2 separate regions of the Sus scrofa genome follow, and region 1 is linked to region 2. Evidence: chromatin contacts called from public Hi-C data. All regions are on one chromosome and are shown on one strand. Each heading gives the region's core, a stretch centred on a gene start, on an enhancer-like site or on the middle of the called end of the contact. The rest is flanking DNA. Distances are from core to core; before and after follow the strand shown.

Region 1 (3,865 bases), core at 637-3,136, 820 kb after region 2:
CTGCTTCCAGGCCACTGTCCATGTGCGCCTATGGTCGCCTCGAATAGCCGTGTGGGCTGGGAGCTGCAAGAGGCACCCGCCTCAGATTCAGGGCCAGTGTCCAGCCGATGCACATTCAGAGGTCACCTCACTGGAGAGAGGAGTTGATACAAGTTTTTCAGGAGCCCTGGTGACTAGGTCTGGTAGTGACCTGAAAAGCAAAGAGGCCACCGTGGAGCAGAGGTAAAGAGCACAGGCTCTGGGGGCCGACAGCCTGAAGTGGATGATGCCACCTAGGACGTAGGTGACCTAGGACAAACTGTTGGCATTTGTTTCCCGTCTGTAGAGTGGGGGTAACTAGAGTGTCCAACTTGTGGGTTGACAGGAAACTTAAGTCATATATTGAAACACTTAGCATGGCATCTGGCACGTAGTCCATGATCAGTCAGAAATGAGCTGCTGTCACGTGCTGGGGGTGAGATGTGCCGACACCCTCCCTCCGTTCAGATGCCTTCCAACCAGGAAGATGTGGGAGTCAGGCTTTTTTATCAACAAGGTCCCTTGCTCTGGCTCCACCAGGTACTTGGTGCTTCCACTGTAGTGCTGCCTGTAGGAGGAGAGCTGGCCATTAGCCTGTCTCCTGGAGGTTCCCAGAACACCAGGGCAGTGACACCCACGCAGCAGCCCTGCCCCTGCTTACTGTGGCCGAGGGGCTGTGAGGCTCTGGCACCACACTGCCCATCAGACAGGGGCGGGGTGGGGGTCTTCCCCACAGAAGCATCCTTGTCCCAAACCCCAGCGCTTCCCTGACAAGATGCAGGAGTTGAAAGAAGTTTTTTCAGGAGCCCTGGTGGGCTTGGGGGTGGGGCGGGGCGTACCCCAGGAGCTCCCTCCCACAGGGTGTCTGGCTTTCTCAGAGGGCCTGCCCCCCTGCGCTTGGACTCCTCCAGGCTGACTCTAGGTGGGACTTGGCGGGACCATGCCTGGTCACACTGAGTATCTGGAGGAAATCCTCCGCTCCCTCTGCCCACCGGCTTATTCACTTTTGTCCAGGCAGGATGAACTAACTCCCCAAGCAGCTTGAGGCCTTGTCAGAAGGAAAAGTCAGGTGTGGGGTCTGGAGGTGCAGAACTGAGGTTCTGAGCAGATGAGTGCCTGGGGGTGCGTGGAGCCCCTCAGGGGCAGTGTTTGCTGCCAATGGGTACAGACCAAGGGCATGTCTGCTGGGGTAGAGGACTGTGGCGGAGGACCCAGCCGCTTTTCTCAAGAAACCCCACCCAGACCTCCAGGTTTAGCCCAAATGCCGCCTCTTGTCCACAGATCTTCCCTGGCTTTCTGAGCCCCTCATCCTCCAAGAGCCAGCACCGTGCTGTCCTCCCTGGTCCACGGAGCTGTGTGATCAGAGGCCTCACAAAGGGGAGCCTGGCTGGGGTGCGCTGGAGCCGGCTTTGGCCTGGGGGATGCTGAGCCCTCAGCCCCTCAGCTGTAAAGTGAGAATCAAACACACCTACTTGTTCGGGAGGACCATGCTTAACAGTATACACTTTGGCATTTAGTAAGTGCTAAGTATTGGCCTTTTCTTTGGTAGACTTTAAGCTCTTTAAAAAAAAAAAAAGTCTTTTTCCTCTTTTCATCTCCAGCACCTGGCACAGTGCCTGGGACATAAGTAGGTACTCAGTAAATGTTTATTTGAATCAAATGAATTACTTTTAGCATAAACAGATATTTCTCAAATTTCTTGTGTCTTATTTATTATCCCCTAAACAGCTTTAGCCTGTGTTTTGACTCTTGTGGTCTTTTGAAGGAAGAGCTGGAGGAGACACGTCCAAAAGGGAAGCAGAGCAGCTCACCCGGAAGTCTTCACGTGGTTTCCCACCCCACCTGATGGGTGCTGTCGGGTCAGGCTCGCTTTGATGACCCATCTTGGTTGTTTTCTTCCAGATCCTTAGAATCTGCACCAGGTATACCCCGGAGCAGGACACCATGACGTTCTCAGATGGCCTGACCCTGAACCGAACCCAGATGCACAATGCCGGGTTCGGCCCCCTGACCGACCTTGTGTTCACCTTCGCCAGCCAGCTCCTGCCCTTGGAGATGGATGACACAGAGACGGGCCTTCTCAGCGCCATCTGCTTGATCTGTGGAGGTACCAACCACCCAGAAAACCCTCGTGAGAGTCCATGGAGAACAACTTACACTTGTAATTTTTGGGAAGTTCTTCACCTCCATTTTGGAGTTATTTTGCATGGAAAAAGACGTGAAAAAAGCCAGGCATGCATCTGTAGAGTTTTGCTGCATTTTAGAGTCTTTCTGCTCTGAAATATCAAAATGCTGTTTCTCCGGTTGCCCCAGGTGCTTTTTTAAAGGCAGGATCAGATTATTGTAAAATAAATTGCCAAGGGGCACAGTAAGGAAGCGCCAAGGAACTTGCATGTGCTGTTTGCTAATTTAGGGGCTGGGGCGCAAGTCATTGTGTGGGGGGGCCTTCCAACCTTTGGCGGACTCAGATGGAAGTCAGCTGCCCCTTTTGTGGTGACCCCCCCTGGCTCACAGGAGGCTGAATCATAGGTGGTTAAGGAGTAACTGGCTTAATTGGGGGATGATTTGCCTTGCTTGTTTAACCATCCTGCTCAGGGTTTCCTTTAATTCAGTTCAGTAGCGACACCTTCTGGTCACGAGAAGAAATTCTCTGCCAGGGACAAAAGCCGCCAGCCAACAAAATGTGATTTTGACCCACAAAGGCAGTTATTTTCAAGTATCACTGCTTAAAGCAGCTGCACATACCTTTGAACTTGTTTATGGGATTGACTCTTCAAATTAATAAAGTAATGATGTAGTGGAAACAAGAAAAGGGAAAATGGGTAGAAACTCTGTAGCCTGCAAAGTGTCTAGTGCTTTCTGTCCTGATTACTAACTGTTAAATACTTGATTCCTGGAATCTAGACCGCCAGGACCTTGAAGAACCAACAAAAGTAGATAAACTACAAGAACCACTGCTGGAAGCACTGAAAATTTATATCAGAAGGAGACGACCCAGCAAGCCTCACATGTTCCAAAGATCTTAATGAAATTACAGATCTCCGCAGCATCAGTGCTAAAGGTATGCCCTTAAGAGTCTGCATGTGCTCGCCCACCAAGTGGACCTGCGGTCCTGACCACGTCCCCCGCCTTTTGAAACCCTGTGTTCTAGTTCAGTATGTTTGATATTAGCTGTCTTTTTGTTATTATTGTGGAATTCATTTCTCACTGAAATCAAAGGGAATTAAATAGTACTACCCTTGGGGAAAAAAGAAAACTTCAAATCCTACCCTAAAGATAGATTGAAATTAATAGATTACCAATAAATTATTAATAGATCATCATTAATATATTATGAGAGTTTTAATATTCAGGTGACCAAGTGAGTGATTAGAAAAACTGTTTTCAAGAGAACATACTGTATGTGACACAGGCTTTTAAGTTTTCCAGTTTTATATATTCTTCCCAGCTTCCCATACATACTGCAGTGTGTGTAAACTTGATTCCAGTTTTTCCTGAACATCCAAACCTCAGGAAAAATGTGTAGCGCTTGGGGGTAACTGTCCTGGTTCCATTTCTCTCCGTCAGCCTAGATCTTGTGTGTCAGCAGACTTACTCCCACACACCTTAAAGTGGAGAAATCCTTGCTTTCCTGAGAGGTGTTAACTATTTTGCCTGGTAATCTCCAGTTTAAATGGAGCAATTACAGAAGTGCCTCCAGCCATGTGACAGTTGTGTCAGAGCTGGGTTTTCCCAATATAGAGAAAGCTCAGCAGCTGTCCCTTGCCCCAGATGTGCCGTTACTTGTCACTCCTTTTCCCCATTCAGTGCTCTGTCCCTGAAGACCTTGGTGAGCCAAAGAACAAAC
Region 2 (4,105 bases), core at 1,057-3,556:
ATATATATATGTATATATATATATATATATATATATATATATATATATATTTTTTTTTTTTTTTTTTTTTTTGCTGCCCTGAAGCATGTGGAGTTCCTGGGGTCAGGAATGAAATCCAAGCCACAGTTGTGACCTATGCTGTGGCTGCAGCAACACCAGATTCTTTAACCCACTGCACTGGGCCAGGGATAGAACCTGTGTCTTGATGTTGCAGAGATGCCATTGATCCCATTGCGCCACAGCAGGAACTCCAGTTATAACTTCTGGTGGAACAGAATAAATTTAGCTGGAAAAAACTTAATGCAAGAATGACATCATGAAACTTCCAATGGCACTTGTTCTTTCTAGTAGCTCTCAGGAGGTAAGAGCAGAACTCACTGTGGTAGGAGACAGATGTTCACCAATGATTTATGGTCTCCCTACCCACCGTTCACTGTGATGTAAAGTTGTCAGGAAAGGTCTCCCCAGCAAGGGACTATATATCCCAGGCTCTTTTGCATCCAGTTGGGGCCATATGGCTAGTTCTCACCAATGGACTGTGACCTGTGACTGTAAGCAGTATATGTCACTGCTAGTGCCCCTTGCACTCAAGCACACATCTGTCCATCTGCCACCTGCCAGCACCTGTATTTCTTTTCCTGAAGACTTTGTTCTCCAGGTTCTGATTTGCCCATTCACCAGGCTGGAAGTGCCTGGGAATTACCCTCCCCTGGGGACAGCTCTAAACCAATGATGGACAGCCTAGATATAAACCTATCTTCTTCATTCTTCAAGTGAGAAAACTCTGAGCCACGCTATTCACACTGTGTCCCAGAATTTCCCTGACAGGATCAACCTCTGGCACCTTGCTTGGTAATATACCCCTTATTTGTTGTCTTTCCCTCCTTGTCTCTTGTCCTCCACTGCCCTGCTAGCATTCAAATCCATGTCCCATAGTCAGATTCTGGACAATGCAAACCAAAATAATAAATTTTCTCCTAGATCCCATGTCCTTTCTCTTGTTTTACTCGTTTGATTTATTGGAGTACCACCTTGGGTAGCTTTCTAGAAAAGATCAATAGAAAGAATAATTTTTAATTTTGAGCTTGTGTATCAAAAAATAGCCTTCATGGTGGATTTATAATTTAGCTATATGCATTAAATAATAAATGTTATTATATATAATAATTATATAAAATTATAATAATTTTAAAAATTAGTTTCCTTCAATTTCAGAATGTGTTACTCCATTACTTTTCAGTTTCTTGAGAAGTTCAATATCATTATAGTTCTTCCTCTTTTGTATGTGATATGTTCTCTTTACAGAAGATTTCAGAATTTTCTCTTTATCTAGATTTCCTACAATTTAATGGTTATGTGCCTTGGTGTTGTTCATATGATTGCTTTTCCATGTGTTTATTTGGGCTATCGAAGAATTCTTGCAAACTGGAAACTCTCCTTCAGATCTGCAAATGGGTCATACTATTTCTGTACAATTTCGTCTCCTTGGTTTTCTTGTCCTCTTTTCCTGAAACTGTCATTATTTAGATATTTGAATTCCTGAATTTTTCTTAAATTTCCTTTATTCAAATTTTTTTTCTAAAATTAGAATGTCTCTCTCTCTCTCTCTCTCTCTCTCTCTCTCTATATATATATATATATATATATATATATATAAAACAGTCACTTTGTTATACAGCAGAAATTGATACATTGGAAATCAACTATACTTTAATAAATAAGTAAATTTTTCATCATTCCTTTATTAAATTTTATAGAACAACTTCTCAACTCTGTCAATCTTTCTATCATTTCCTTTTGAATATAGTATCATGTGTTTTGATTTCCAAAACCTACCATTATAACCAGAAGTCCTGGAACTCTATCTAAATATGGATGATTTTTAGGGAAGAGATATTAAGAAGGCAAGAACGAAAATATGTTTTCAAATGCACACTTCCTATGGACAAAGGTTCAGTAATCATTGCTACTTCCCTTGCTCACCTCACCCCCAGCCTGGAAAAATTGTTCCTGTTGATAGTACTGATAAAGGTACTTGTCAATCTAGTTAGGAAGATGTGACTCCAGTTATTTCTAACAGAATTCAATCAAGGGAAATGCTTATAAAAGTGTTGGAAGGACCAGGAAATCAAGAAATAAAAGTGCTGTTACTCAGAGATTAGTGCCTGAGATGTGCTAATGTCTAGTTTAGGACATTCCCAGAGCTACAAGGACAAAAGGGACAGTGGTGTTTTGTGTAATCCACAGGGGCTGTACTTCTGAGGCTGCTAGAGTGTTGTTAGTAACACAGCTGTTGTCAAACCACTCCAGGCTCTCCAGGGGCCCTGGAGCCCAGTCTTGCTGAGGCTGCTGGAGTTTCTGTGGAAATATCTAGAGCCTCTACTTTGTTTCTGCTGCTCCAGCTGCCATGACCCTGCCACTAATGCAACACCTGGCAGTCATCTACATTTGCTTGCTGCTGTCAATGCTGTAACAGCTACTGCAGCTGCTGCAGTCAAGAATCCATGAACCCATGTTTCTGAAGCTTTGGGGCTTCTGCCTCTGCCACTTCCAGAGATAGATGCAAAGGAAGGAAAAGGGCTTATTTTTTCTACTGCCTCTTACTCCACCACTATCTTCCAATGGTTAGCAGAGGCCTATCAGAAACTAGCTGGATCATAACTGCTTTGAGTTCAGAAGGTTAGAAAGGGAGCTAAGTGTCAAAAGGCAAGTGACCAACACCTCCTTACTTATGCATTAAGTAGATACCAGGACTATACATATATAGCTCTATCATATCCTTCCATCCTCAAGCAACCAATGAAAGTAGATACAGTTATTACCCACATCATAGAGAAGAGGAAAACTGAGCTAAGATTCCATAGCTGGAAAGATGGCAGATTCAGGATTTTGCTATTTTTTTTTTAAGCCACACCTTTGGCATATGGAAAATTCTTGGGCTAGGGATGGAATCAGAGCTGCACCAGAGCTGCAGCTGCAGGTCTATGCCACAGCTACAGCAACACTGGATCTGAGCTGCATCTGCAACCTGTGCCACAGCTTGTGGCAATGCTGGACCCTTAACCCACTGAGTGAGGCCAGGGATTGAACCCATATCCTCATAGAGACACTGAGCCATAACAGGAACTCCCAGATTTGGGATTCTAACTAGGTCAGTAGTAGCATCACCTGGGAGATGTTAAAGTGCTGAATCTCAGACCCCACTTTTCCACCCTGGACTATTGAATCAAAATCTGTGTTCACAAGAGTGTCAGTTGATTCTTATGTTCCCTAGGGTTCGAAGAAGGGTGCTTTAGACCCCATTTCTCTCCTGCCCAGAGCATGTTCACGCATTCTGGGAAGTGGGGGGAGATGGTGGGGTGGGAGTCACTGAGTCCCACTGTACTTGAAATCATCACCCCCTTTAAATTCATCCTTGGTCTTTCGACTGAGCCACTCTGTCAAAGTACCTCTTCATTTTGCCAATTCTTTTTCGGTTACCACAATATTTCTGTGGTTGATCTGGCATGTTTGAAGAATCCCATTCTATCATATGGTCTGACCCCAAGTGTGCCCCTGTCCAAGCTCTCTTTTATATGTCCCTGGACCTCCTGGAGACCCACCCAGATATCTGGAGATAGGATTCAATATTTCTGGACATGCCATGATGGAAAAAAAACCCCACCCTCAGTGTTCCAAGACATATTAGAACACCAATAAGTTCTAAGATCATATTAGAACACACCCCAATTCCCACTCCATTCATTCCCTCTAGATGGGAAACAGATGATCGGGACCAGCAAGCAGAGAGAAAGGAGAGAGCACATCCTCAGCAGCTCCCGGTCTCTCTTGTTCCTTGTTCTTTGTCTGCTCTGCATGTAACACCAGGGCCCCAGCCCCGCCTGCCCCTCCACCATGGGTGATGCAATTAATATATTCTACTTGTGTGATTACCTTCACTCCATTTCTGGGAGCTGCTGCCAAAATCCAGACATCTAAAGAGCATGATATGAATAGACTTTTCAGGGAAACCATAGTCATATTTTCAAGCAATACATCAACGTTTATTCTGCTTCTTGAACAGCCTCCTAATTCTCGCTGGAGTTTATTAGTCACCCTTGTTCTC

The links. A called contact is a pair of places that touch in the nucleus more often than the background predicts.
Region 1: a contact with region 2 is called in a Hi-C map of fetal heart ventricle, with 4 times the contacts expected there. The contact joins two enhancer-like sites. A contact is called at or near these places in 6 of 47 Hi-C or Micro-C datasets (embryonic fibroblasts, fetal heart ventricle, heart right ventricle and 2 more).

Annotation. Positions count from the first base shown.
Region 1 is chr13:12,500,910-12,504,774 of Sscrofa11.1, forward strand. RARB (retinoic acid receptor beta) reads left to right here. Exons shown (of 9, transcript XM_005669304.3): 6 at 1,921-2,125; 7 at 2,923-3,031; 8 at 3,033-3,079. Among named protein-coding and RNA genes, the nearest start is that of TOP2B, 72 kb to the right of the region's middle. Within about 2 kb of position 1,887, at least 5 of the 83 cell types and tissues checked have an H3K27ac peak or open chromatin away from gene starts, as enhancers often do.
Region 2 is chr13:11,679,860-11,683,964 of Sscrofa11.1, forward strand. No RefSeq gene overlaps it. Among named protein-coding and RNA genes, the nearest start is that of THRB, 320 kb to the left of the region's middle. Within about 2 kb of position 2,307, at least 2 of the 83 cell types and tissues checked have an H3K27ac peak or open chromatin away from gene starts, as enhancers often do.